Linked DNA regions of Ovis aries: region 1 is linked to region 2. A link is a contact called in public Hi-C data. All regions are on one chromosome and are shown on one strand. The core of a region is the stretch at or near the end of the contact, and the rest is flanking DNA. Distances in the headings are between cores, read along the strand shown. Region 1 holds the start of IFT140 (intraflagellar transport 140). Region 2 holds the start of BAIAP3 (BAI1 associated protein 3).

What was found. Hi-C and Micro-C count contacts between places; a contact is called where the count stands out from the background.
Region 1: a Hi-C map of hypothalamus shows a contact between it and region 2, with 4 times the contacts expected there. The contact joins the promoter of IFT140 here to the promoter of BAIAP3 in region 2. A contact is called at or near these places in 2 of 16 Hi-C or Micro-C datasets (hypothalamus and liver).

Annotation. Positions count from the first base shown.
Region 1 is chr24:1,761,719-1,768,018 of ARS-UI_Ramb_v3.0, reverse strand. It overlaps IFT140 (intraflagellar transport 140), which reads left to right and starts at 2,086. Exons shown (of 31, transcript XM_042240098.2): 1 at 2,086-2,231; 2 at 4,254-4,372. CRAMP1 (cramped chromatin regulator homolog 1) reads right to left here and starts at 1,749. Exons shown (of 21, transcript XM_015104011.4): 1 at 1,443-1,749.
Region 2 is chr24:1,580,551-1,586,558 of ARS-UI_Ramb_v3.0, reverse strand. BAIAP3 (BAI1 associated protein 3) reads right to left here and starts at 1,876. Exons shown (of 35, transcript XM_042239791.1): 1 at 1,763-1,876.

The sequences.
Region 1 (6,300 bases), core at 837-3,336, 180 kb before region 2:
GAGGCTGCCAGTCCGCCTGCTTATTTTAAAACAGACATAAAGAATAATAAGCTGGGGGTTTCTGGGAGTCTTGCTTCTGAGGGTGGGAGATGTGTACTGCTGTGGGGATTTACGAATTAAAAATGCTTTTCAACAAAGGAGCCTGTTGTGTGGAACAGACTAGAGTCACCCGTGGAAGTGACAGCACAGTAACCTCCAGGTAGGAACAGACAGAAGAGGATTCTGCCAAAGCTCTAGGTAACCATGAATAAAACTCCTGCACTAACTTTGTGACCCTCTGTTGTGAGCAATGTCATCGACAAAATATGATGACTTTAAAAATGTCTGTCGCCCAAAAAGCAGATCCACTCAATTTATTCAAAGAGATTCAGGTACTATCAACGTTGTAAGTCCAGAAATAGTAATGTGCACATGCGATGAAGCAAGAAAAGTAAAAACTAGATTCCTCAACAGGTGTTGGTACTGTGCCCAAACTGTGTTTGATATGCTCAACACGACTGCTGAAAAAAGGAAAATGAGAGCAAGACATCAAGGCCAACAATGAAATACAGTAAAAGGAGTGTAAGGACCTCTCCAAGAAAGACTTGGAAATGATTAAAATCCTAGTGATACCTACTACTGCTCAAAAGTATTATGCCTCAAAACTACCTGCTACAGCTTTCATCTGTTGAAATTGATGTCATAAACCATCTGAATCCACGCCAGTCGAAAATAAAAAAACCTGCCATGCCAAAGAATAGAACTATGTAAGACAGATGCCCAAATTTAAAGGACTTCGTGGTAGTACAGGACATCTCACTATTCATCCCTTATCCTATCCGTTTCTACTTAAGAAACCTGAAAATACCCCAAATAACCTTCTCTGGGTTATAATGTGGCGAACCCTACCTTCCAGGAACCAAGCCATCATCCCAAAGCTACCCACAGTCAACCCAGGACCCAGACAGTGGTTCTATCAGCTACAACAGAATAAACTTCCCCGTCGGCGAGCTAAATCTTCGGAGACACTACCTGAATACAGAAAAACGTGGGTTTTCAGAATTCAACAGGTATTGACGTATTTCAGTCTTCCTTTCAGGGAAAAGGAAACCAGAGGATGGAATTCTCTCACGGAGTCCCTCCAACCTTACTTCCTGACCGCGCACAGAGGAGGGATCGCCTCAAGCCCCATCCCGGCAGGACACCATTTGTCACCTTCTGGGAAAGGAAAAGCAAAACCCCACGTCGCTGGCTGACTTCTAGCTGCACACAGAGAGTTCCGTCAACGCAACACTCCTGGGTCCGGGCTCCCCAGAGCCGCCCCGACGAAACACCGCGTGCGTAACCACCGCCGTCAGGGCGCAGGCCGCTTCTCCCGCAGCCCCGCTCGGGCTGGGAGCCGGCCTCGCCGCGACAGCCAGTAGGGGCGGTCCACCCCTCCTGAGCCCCCAGCCTCCGGTCACCTTTTTCATCAACGCCTCGCAGCAGCCTGGCTTCCCGGGCCCGCCGGGGTCCTCCCGGGCGCCCGCAGAACCGGCCGAGTCGGGCAGCCCGGCCCCCGAGCGCCGGGTGCTGAGAGACCGCAACGCCGCACACCGGTCCTCCCGCCTCAGAAGCAGTCGCCGAACGGCACTCGCCCCGGTACGTCCCCTCGGCGGTCGGCGTGCGGCTGAGGAGGCTGCGGGCGCCGGTGCTATCGCCCCTCAGCCTCCCTGAGGCCCGGCCCGCGGCGAACAGGAGCAGTTCCGGCTACGGCGGCCGGCGGAGTCCGCGGGGCCGACGCGCGGGGCGGGGCCGGGGCGGCGGGAGTGCGAGCCGGGGCGGGGCGACGCGCGCGGGGCCGAGCACGCCAAGGTTTCCAGCGGGCGCGCCCCCTCCAGGGGCCTTCCCATTGGTCAGCGGCGGGCGCGCGCGCTTACACGCAGGGACGCTGGGTGGGGGCGGAGGGCGGATCTGCGACGCGGGTAATGTTGTGACGCTAGCCTCGCGGCCGTGCGGACTCGTACGTCTCTCCGGATTGGTGGATCGACAGCCAATAGAGTGAGAGTCTAGCCTGTGATTGGCCCGAGCCCTGTTGACGGATGCGTGAGAAGAAAACGCCGCCTCAGCTCTGAGTCTTGAATCCGGCGCGAACCGGGTTTTTACCGAAAAAGTGTGGAAGTGCGATTGAGGCAGAGAAACTCACCCTTTATTGAATTGAGTGTGAAGGCTTTCAAGTTTTTTAGCGCTGCCGATGGTGCTGGACGCTTAAGGTTGTTTTTCTTCGTTTGGGCGATAAAGGAGTGTTTTTCAAATTCTAGAGTTTATGGAGGAGGGATAAGAGTGATGGTGCTTAAGGGTACAAATTTGTTAAGGAGTACGATGTAATGCACAATGTAATGCCTGCGTGCTCAGTCGTGTCCAACTCTCTGCGACCCGGTGGACTGTAACCCGCCAGGCTCCTCTGTCCGTGGGGTTTCCCAGGCAAGAATACTGGAGTGGGTTGCCATTTCCTCCTCCAGGGGATCTTCCTGACCCAGGGATCGAACCCCTGTCTCCTGCATTGGCAGGCGGATTCTTTACCACTGAGCCATCTGGAAATCTTGCACAATATAATGGATACAAACAATAATACTGTACTGACTAATGTGATAAATATCTCTACAATCTAATCATATAAATGGGTCAAAGTAACATTTTGTACACCTTAAATTTACGCGATATTACATACTAAATTTATTCCATAAAATCCTAGTGTTTATGAAAATGGGGTTTTTTAAATAGAATGTTCCTTGTATGCTTAACAAATGAAAGATCTTTGCTGCTGTTTGCTATAGTAAGTTTTCTTAGTGACGTTGCTTTTTCTTTCAAAATTAGTTTAACCCACCATACCGTTAGAGCAGGATGGCACGTTGCTAATGCCTTAGGGAATGCAGTCAGCCGCCAAGGTTAGGAAAAAGGTTAGTTTCTAACTAAATGAACTCGTACTTTCTACTCTAAGCTATTTTCTCTCTAATGGCGTCCATAAGCCTCCTCCCTCAAAGCACTGAACGCATAAGTTACCAACTTCAAGGAACTGTGTTGAATCAACTGACTTTTCTCAGAAATGCTCTTGAACGACACCCTCTTGGAGACAGATAAGAATCTAGCAAACCTTTTGGGGTCCAAGAGACCCAGCAATAAGATTAACTAGAGAGGAGAGAATGTTAAAGATGGCGTTCTCCTTCTTTCCCAGTCTCCCTGCTGCCTTCCTCCTGACTGACCTATGTGGTTGAAAAACTGAACTACAGGAGCGGGTCGCGAACCGACCGTGTATCCCCATCACATACAGAAGAATACACCAGCTTCCCTTTTCTGGGCAGAAAGGCATATTCTGTCCCCTCGGCCCCCTCTGTGAGCTAGCGTTGTGGACTCTAGACAACCATCGAAAAAGGGGGAAATTGCCATGCACAGCCCCGAAGCTCGCCACCCGCGGGAGAAATCCTGCTCTCGGCTGCGCACGAACGTTTCCGAGCGTCTTCGGCTCTTTCCGGCCTCTCGGGACGCTTCGGCTGGTCTCGGCGTCCGCCCGCTCGGTTTCGGCTGTATCCGAGCTGGGCTCGCGGCCGTTGTCCAGGCAACGCGCGGCGGCGCAGAGGCCCAGCCAAGGCGAGTGCAGCCCCCGGCCCGGAACCCGGGAGTAGGGAGTCTGGGGGCCCGGAGCCTCAGGACAGGGCGACGACGAGGGAGGGCCGGGGATGGGCTCGGGAGGTCGAGGGCCGGGACGGCTCGGGGAGTCTGGCGGGTCCAGGAGCCTGGAGCCTGGGCCCGGGAGAAGGGCGACACCGAGGCGCACCGGGCCCTCTTCTCCGCCCCCTGGATAATCTTCGCCCAGAAACCCTGCCTGGGCCGATCGCCCGAGCGGTGGCGGATCAGGCCAAGGCTTGGGGGTGCGGGCCGGGTGACCTAGAACTCAGCGCGAGGGGAGGTCCGACTGAGGGCCGCGTGGCGGTGCGAGGCCTGGAGAGCGGAGCTGAAGGGGAGGGGGCGGCGCCGACGGTGCTAGCAGCGGCCCGGGCCGGGAAGGGATTCAGAAAACCACCTTCTGGGCTGTCAGTCCTGCGGCCCGCGGGACCGCACGGTCCGAGCCGGAGATGGTGTTTCTTCATGTCCACGGGATGCAGCTATGAGCCTGCATTGACGAGGCCCCGGGGACGGTGGTTCAGAGTGAGGCTTTTCGGGGTGGCTTCCAGTGCCCTCCACTGCGCCCCTCCACCCCGTCCCCGTTGCCTCAAAGTCCTGGTTCCCTCCCACAGCGTCTCCAAGCAGTGATGCAACTGAAGTCATCCTTAGTACCACGAGCCGTTCTTTCCCAAAAGGTGGCTTACCTGAAGGCTGAAGAGGTTGCACGGCTGGAGGTGAGAGCAGCAGATCGGTGAGAACAAGTGGAATTTTTTTTTTCTTTCCTCCAAAGTTTATATATTGACAAACGGCATTATGTTCAAGAGGTACCCTGCCTTTAGGAAAGCAAGTGCCCTTGTTTCTGAACCGATGCCATTAATGGGTGTGATTTCATTGTTAGTCATCTCTCCTTCTTGTTTACTTTGACAACTTCTGTTTGTAAGTGCACGTGTGTATGTGTGTGCTCAGTTGCTTCAGTCGTGTCTAACTCTTTGTGACCCCATGGACTGGAGCCTACCAGTCTCCTCTGTCCATGGGATTTTCCAGGCAAGAGTACTGGAGTGGGTTGCCATGCCCTTCTCCAGGGGATCTTCTAGATCTGGGGATCCAACCCAAGTCTCATGCATTTCAGGCAAATTCTTTACCAACTAAGCCGCGAGGGAAGCCTTGGTACACAGGTAGCATTTGCTGCTGCTGCTGCTGCTAAGTCGCTTCAGTCATGTCCGACTCTGTTCGATCCCATAGATGGCAGCCCACCAGGCTCCCCCTTCCCTGGGATTCTCCAGGCAAGAACACTGGAGTGAGTTGCCATTTCCTTCTCCAGTGCATGAAAGTGAAAAGTGAAAGGGAAGTTGCTCAGTCGTGTCCGACTCTTAGCGACCCCATGGACTGCAGCCTACCAGGCTCCTCCATCCATGGGATTTGCCAGGCAAGAGTACTGGAGTGGGGTGCCATTGCCTTCTCCCAAGTAGCATTTATTCATTGTATAAAACCGGATTCATTCACCCTGGCTTGATCCCAGTTTCTGCAACTAACAAGACATCAAAAGCGTCTTTCCTTGCTAGTAGGTATCTTCATCAGGGATTCATGTAGTGGGGCCTGTTTGGTGGAGGCAGTGTTCTGGGGCTGGCTATGCTCCGGTGGCCCCTCACTCTGTGGGGCAAGTAATCAGGTAAGGAGGAGAGGATGGTCAGTCAAACGCAGACTTACGGTACAGTCTAAATGAAGAATACAGGGTTCTCTGAGGACACTGGGCAGAAGCACAGGACAGCCTGGTGGAAAGAGGCGTCCTGAGTACCCAGTGCAGGAGTGTGAGGGGGAGAGCCTCTGGGAGAGCCCCAGTGGGAAGAAAGTAATTTAAAGATCTTCTAGCATACTCGCTCCTTACAAAGTGATGTTCGAAATAAAAGAGGAGATCAGGTTTAACTTTTCCAAGTGCTTTTATAATTCGTTTTCCGTCATTACAAGAAGATTGATATGTCACTCATTTTTCCAAGGCATATTTTCAGAGAGTAAACTTGTTAAACATGAGTAAGAATTTCCTGTAGCCCAGAATTTAGACCCTTGGTGGCTGCAACACGTTAGAACTCACTATGAAAGGCTTCCTTGCTGCGTTAAGCTGCCCAGCTTTTAACCCAGTGTGTTTCCTTGTGGCTCTGTGTGAACAATTGCATGAAGCCTTTACTCAGGGATCCAGAGCCCTGGGCCAGTGCACATGTGCCCTAATGGAGTGTGTGCAGGTGGCCACGGATCCTACCCCCACAGACCCCAGTCTCCTATCCCCCCGCTCCTCCGGCCAGTGCCCAGCCATCTGTCAGGAGTCTTATGGGTGCTTTGGCACCCATTAAACTCACCACCAGCTTGTGGTGGTGAGCTTAGTGGTCAGGGTATATTTTCATAAAAGAAAGATAAACATTTGAAATGTGACTGTTCATTTATCCTCCTGCCTTCCAGCTTCTGGAAGAACAGGGTCTCTCTCTCTCTGAACCCAAAGTGAGCCTGCATGGCTTTCTCTGATACAGCTGTTGTATTGCTTAAAGCAAATGGCGTAGCCTGTTCCCTTCTCCAGTGATGGAATTTTGTAGGTGCTGGATAGCTATTTTTTTTCGCAGTTTTTCTGTTGTGGTTAAATATACGTAACATTTACTATTTTAACCATTTATAAGTGTATAGTTCGATGAC
Region 2 (6,008 bases), core at 627-3,126:
GGCTGCCTGCACCGCCACAGCCTCGCTGCACCCAGCAGCCTGGGCCCTGGGGCCAGCCAGCACCCACTCAGAGCTGTCATGGACAGAGGGTGTGGGGCTGGTCGTTAGGGAGCAGTCACCAGCTGCCAGGGGCTCTCGGTGTGTATGGGGCAAAGTGAGCAGGGTACAGGCTTCAGGGGACCCCCTGTCTGTCTGACGGGCCCCAGAGGACTCCTTCCTGAACTTTCCGTGTCTTGGTCCCTCCCAGGCCTGGTCAGAAGCCCTGAGCAAGACACACCTGTATTCCCACTCAGGCCTGGCCACCGGCTCCAGTTTGTCCAATGAACAAAGTGAGGCCAGCCGAGGAGCTGGACGCCCCACAGGTACCAGGACCCAGCCGAAAGCAACAGGCCTGCTGTGTTTCAGGGCTGTGCCCAAGGCCTGGGGTTGAATGGGAAAGGATCACTCTGCAAAGTGATGTCACTGTTGCATTTCACATCCCAGTGATGGGGTGACTTGCCCAGAACCCAGGGCTCAAAGCCAAGCTGAGTCCTGCTAGCCCACCTGGGGGCTGGCACTGAAGCAGGCAGGTCTGGAGCAGTGGAGCTGAACTGGAGAGCCAGCCTGGTCTTCTAGAAGAGTCCCCAGCAGCCCACTGGCTGCCCTGGACGTGAATCAACACCCTCAGGGTGCTGGGGCCGCTTACTGAAACCGGTCCCTGGGGACTTAGGAGTAGGGCATCCACCGATGCTGCCCCCGGCATGAGTAAGGGGGCGGCAGAAGGTCTGGCCTGGCCACCTGGCTCTCCCTGTTGCCCCCCAGCCCCCAGCTGGCCCCCTTCACTCTCCTAGGAGGTTCCCAGCTGCCCCTCTCCGCTGACTCCCTGCACAGTGCTCGCCTGCACACAGTGCCTTCTGCAGTCCGCCTGCAGTGCCTCTTAGGAGCACTGCTCACTGGGGTCTCATGCCCACCCAGTTCCAGGGAGGGGTTTGAGGTCTGTATTGTAAACAATTCCTCGAGCGGACCTAGAGCTCTGAAGCCGGAGACCAGCAGTAAAAGGTTGGCGAGATGCTTCTAGAATGAACGCATTTAAAATGAAGTGCCCGTACGATCTTCCTCAGAGGTCCCCTCCCACCTGGCCAGCCGGGCCCTCTGACCTGCTCACCCCTCCCACTTCTCTCAGGGACAGGCTCCCGCCTCGCCCCTTCCTCCCGACCTCCGTTCGGACCTCTCCCCCACCCCAGTTCTGTCGGGGTGCTTCTCTCATTGGTGGGTGTTCGGTTTGGGGACAGTTTGGAAGCCTGGAGAGGGCGTATTTTGGGGGACCCACCCACGCCAGGAGGAATTTGGGGAAAACAAGGGGTCCTGCCAGGATCCGTGGGAGGGGGAGCGGGCCGGGCTCAGGGGCGTCTTAATCGCTGGAGGGTGGACTGGGAAACCCCGCGGAGGCTCTCGGGGGCGGTCTTCGGTCCCCGCCCACCTGCGCCTTCCCCCGGATATAGGGGCGCCGGGTCCGAGCGGAGTGACCCTGCGCATCCCGGGGGGCGGTGGTCCTGGAGCCCCGCGCCCTCCGCGGCTGGGAGGTCTGGTCCCCCCGCCCCTCTGCAGTGCGCACCGTCTCCCGCTCCGAGGCTCCGCTCCTCCAAGCGGGGGAGGAGCCGTCTCCTCGGTGCCGACGGCGCGTCTTGGCGACCTCCCGGCTCCCGGGGTAGCGGCGACCGCGGTCCGCCGGCGGTCAGCCGGCCTGGGCTTCGACGGCCGGGCAGGAGTCGGCGGCACTCACCGTGGGCCGGGCGGCAGGGGCGCGGGGACGGGGCTCCTGCGGGCGCCGCACTCGGCGCCGGCTCCAGGGTCGCTACAGCGGCGCGACCGCTCGCAGCCGCCAGCGCCGACGACTGAGCGCCAGGGGCCCCGCGCCCGGGCTGCAGGGGCCGGGGGCGGGGCTGAGCCTGCTCGCCCCGCCCCGCCGCTCGGGGCTCGCTTCCGCCCCGCCCCCGCCTCCCCCACGCCCCTTTCCGCCCGCGCCGGCGCCGCTAGGGGCGCAGGGCGAGGATCCACGTGCCCCTAGTGCCGGCCCGAGGCTCCTAAGGGGAAGGGGCTCGGGGCTGCCAATCAATCCACACGTGGGTAATGAGCCGGAGCAGACCCGCTCTGCATCACGACCCCTTCTCGGGGACCCCAGGGCAGACAAGAGTCGCCGAAACAGAACAGGATATGCCCGGGCCCGCAGCGCAGACTTTTCTGGAAGGGTTGTGTGGTCATCTCCAAAGTCGCCCTCCCAGCCAGCAGTGCCCCCACCACCAGCCTGGAGCGGGCCTGGGCGTGGGGACTCCGCCTCCGCTGTCCCAACCGCTCTTCTCAGAGGGGACAGCCCGCACCCCGGGGTGTGTGTGCTGCAGGCGTCAACTCAGAATGCCCGCAGCAATCCTTGTCACCGAAAGGGCGACCGACCCCACGGCCCACGTCTAGCCACCTGCCAGGTTACCCCGACGGGTGGAAGCCCTCTCACGCTGTTCCCAGCCCATCTTTGGTGCCCCTCTACTGTGCCATGCTCACCTGGGGAGCCCGTAAAAACAGCTTGCTGAGCCCACCGGGGCCTGCTGACTCCCAGAGCTGGGGCGGGGCCTCGCCATCTGAGGCTTCTCCCACCCCAGCTGCGAACCCTGCGGGCTGCTCAGATGCTTGGGCTCCCCGGGTCCCCTTCCTGCCTTTAGTAGACCTTGCTGGACCCTCAGAGCACCTTGTACTTGGGGGATCAGACTGGTTTGGAGAAGTTTTCACCCCAAAGGACCTCGTCTCTAGTGGGGGGACTCTAGGCTGGCTGGGGATCAGACAGACCTGGAACCCACTTCTGCTCAGGCCCAGAATCAAAGAACAGTTGGCTTTGGCAGGCCAGGGCTGAGCTGAGTGGAGGAGACCCTGGAGGAGCAGGGTTCAGCACAGAGCTGCATGCGGGGGCAGCTGTGATTTCGCTATTCCTTGGTCTAGAGGGGACCAGATCCACCCCTCTCACCCCAGGAGGGGCGGACACTGCTCTGAGAGGGCCACCACCTGTCTTAGATTCTAGACTCAGACTGACGTCTGAGCCACCTGTACCTATCTGTGCAGGAAGAGACGCGGAACCACCTGGGTTGGGGAGAACAGCCCTGTAGGGAGGGGGTACAGCCCTGCAGGGAGAGGGGCAGCCCTGCAGGGTGTGTTCTGCTGCTGGAGGCTCTAGTCCCCAGTCCTGCTCCCATCTTGACCCAGCACAGCTGGGCAGAGCGGGTGGGGGAGCTCGGGAAATGCACAGCAGCTTTGCACAGATGAATCGGATGAGCAGGGGAGGGGGCTGGACCCCACACAACCAGCCGCCCCTTAGCTTCCTTCTACAGGGGATAGGAATGGGGTCAGGGCAACTAACATCCTTCCCTGAGGATCTGGCAGGTCCTGAGCCAGGATCTTGTAGCTGATGCCCCCCCCAACCCCTGCAGTCTTACGTCAGGTTCTTCCAACCTGTTGGAACAAACACGGTTTGGTTGCCATGGTGATCATAATGGCTTTGGGGTGAAGAGATGAGACTCTGCAGCTGCTGTAAACAGGAAGTAAGGAGGGGCAGCTGCCAAGGGAGGGGGCCCTTGCTTGAACCCCTATCCCATGCCCAAGGGGAGCCAAGGGGCTGGGGGCCAGCGCCACCCTGAAGATGCACCAGCCCCCAATACTAACACCACAGAGGGCCCCTGGAGACCTCACACTCTCTTTTGCAGGTGGGGAAACTGAGGCCCAGAGAGAGGAAAGGGATTGTCCAGGCAACAGGCTGGGTACCAAGCCCAACTCAGGGCCTCAGTTTCCCCAGGAGGGCATAACCCTCAGACCCTTCCCTCCACTGACATTTCCTGGGGACGGAGTGATGGTCCCATTGGCACCAGCCCCTTCAGTGTCTCCCGACTTGTCCTGAGGCTGAAGTCAGGCCCTCCCGAGTATAGTCCGCCCTGCTGCCCTCCTCCGGCACCTTGGGCCTTTGCTTTCCTCATTTGTCAAACAGAAATAGCAGCAGAGGAGCCCAGCCCTCAGCAGGGGCCGGGGGCCGTCCTAGAGAGGAGAAGCAAGTGCTGGTTGAGTCAGCGGCAGCTCCTCCATTCCAGGGGAGAGGAAGTGGGGGCCGTCACCGGGGGCCTCCAGGGGCCTCGGGAGGGGCTCTTTGGGGACTGCTTTGGCCCCAGCAGGTTGGAAGTGTAAGCTCATCCTCATGTGACCCCACAGCAGGCAGAGGGCAGGGAGGGCGCCCCTGGCCCCAGCCTGTACCCCAGACCTCAGGCTGAAGGATCTACCTGGCCCCAGACCCCCAACAATACTCTGAGCTCAAGGCACAGTGAGAGGGCAGCTCGGGGCATGCAGGGGCGTCAGGGCGCAAGACACCCTGCCTGAGGGGGTCAGGGCTTGGTGGGGCCCCTGGAGAAGTGGGTTTACCCTCAGGGCTTGGGCTGGACAGGGTCTGGCAGGCAGCAGGAGGGGCTTTCCCTCCTTAGGGCCAGGAGAAAAGCACCAGGCTCTGGGTCGCCACTCTGATGGCTGCTGATGGGCAGGGACAGGGGGCCGCAGAGGTGAGGGGGGTCCTGTGAGGCCAGGGCACCACCATCATTATAAAAAGGTATTGATTTGGCTGCACCAGGTCTTAGTTGGCACATGCGAGATCTTCCATCTTCCTTGCGCCACGTGGAATCTTTAAGTGCGGCATGCAAACTCTCAGTTGTAGCAAGTGGGATGATCTAGTTTCCTGACCAGGGATCAAATCCAGGCTCCCTGCAAGGAGAGCTGGGAGTCTTGGCCACAGGAAGTCCTCTGCCATAGGTTTAATAAGGCATGAATCCCGCCCTCTGGGGTCAGTCCCTGAATTGCAGGCACAGCTCCTACGACTCTGACCCCCACGCCAGTGGAAGGACTGTGGCAGGCAAAGTGGGGAGGGAGGTGGACCCCAGGGAACTTCTGGGCACATGGCCAAGGGGTTCAGCCAGGGTCCCTGCCTGCCCGGGGCTGGAGGACCCTGAGGAACTGCAGGAATCTGGCCTGGGTGCTGGTTCTGCCAGCGGAGGAGGGGGCTCCAGGTGGGCGAGGGTCCAGCCCAGGTGTGGCACCTGGCCTGGGACACTTAGCAGAAGCCCATCGTGTGTATGTGGGGGGAGAGGGGGTCCTCCACCTGTGCAGGTGGGGCCTGTGCAGGGCTGGGGCTACGGGGCCTCAGGCCCGAGGTTTCCATGGGGCTGCAGGGGGCACAGAGCAGCCCCCTAGTCAGGACGTGTGGGTGTCCTTGAGGCTGGGCCGATGGACTGCAGGCTGGGAGAGGGCTGGGTGCCTGCTCCTCTGAACACACCCTTCTGCACATGGGAGGTGGAGGCACTCGTACTGGCTCTGGGGCCCCCGGTCCTTCCCTCAGGTGAGAAAGACCACCTTGGGATGGGTCACCTGTAAGAGGCCTAGGGAGGAAGGACCCAGGCCTGGGCACTGCGACTATTTTTTGCTGCTCCCTTATTACTTTCTAAGTGTGTTTGTCAGTCAGTCGTGTCCAACTCTTTGCGACCTCATGGACTGTAGCCCGTCAGGCTCCTCTGTTCCAGAATTCTCCAGGCAAGAACACTGGAGTGGGCAGCCATTCCCTTCTCCAGGGGATCTTCCCGACCAAGGGATTGAACCTGGGTCTCCCACATTGCAGGCAGATTCTTTACCATCTGAACCACCCACTTTCCCAACTGATGCCTGAGATTTCGGGCCAGGTGGCAAAGCCCATGTGTCTGAGAACTTGGGGTGGAGGAGGCCCAGTGCTCCCGCCTCTCTGCCTGGCCCACAGCCTCCGCAGACGGGACCACGGTGGTCTGGAGGCCTCCAGATGAACCTCCTGATTCGCTGGGGCAGGACACCCCCAGACTCAGCGCCAGTGTCACCTGGGGACAGACCTGGACCAGCACTCCTTGGGCCTCTCCCTGCTGGAGCTGGCTGAGACCGGTTCGAGCCAGCCCAAGTCAGTGTTCAGGCCCTCCAACCTGGCAACTCGT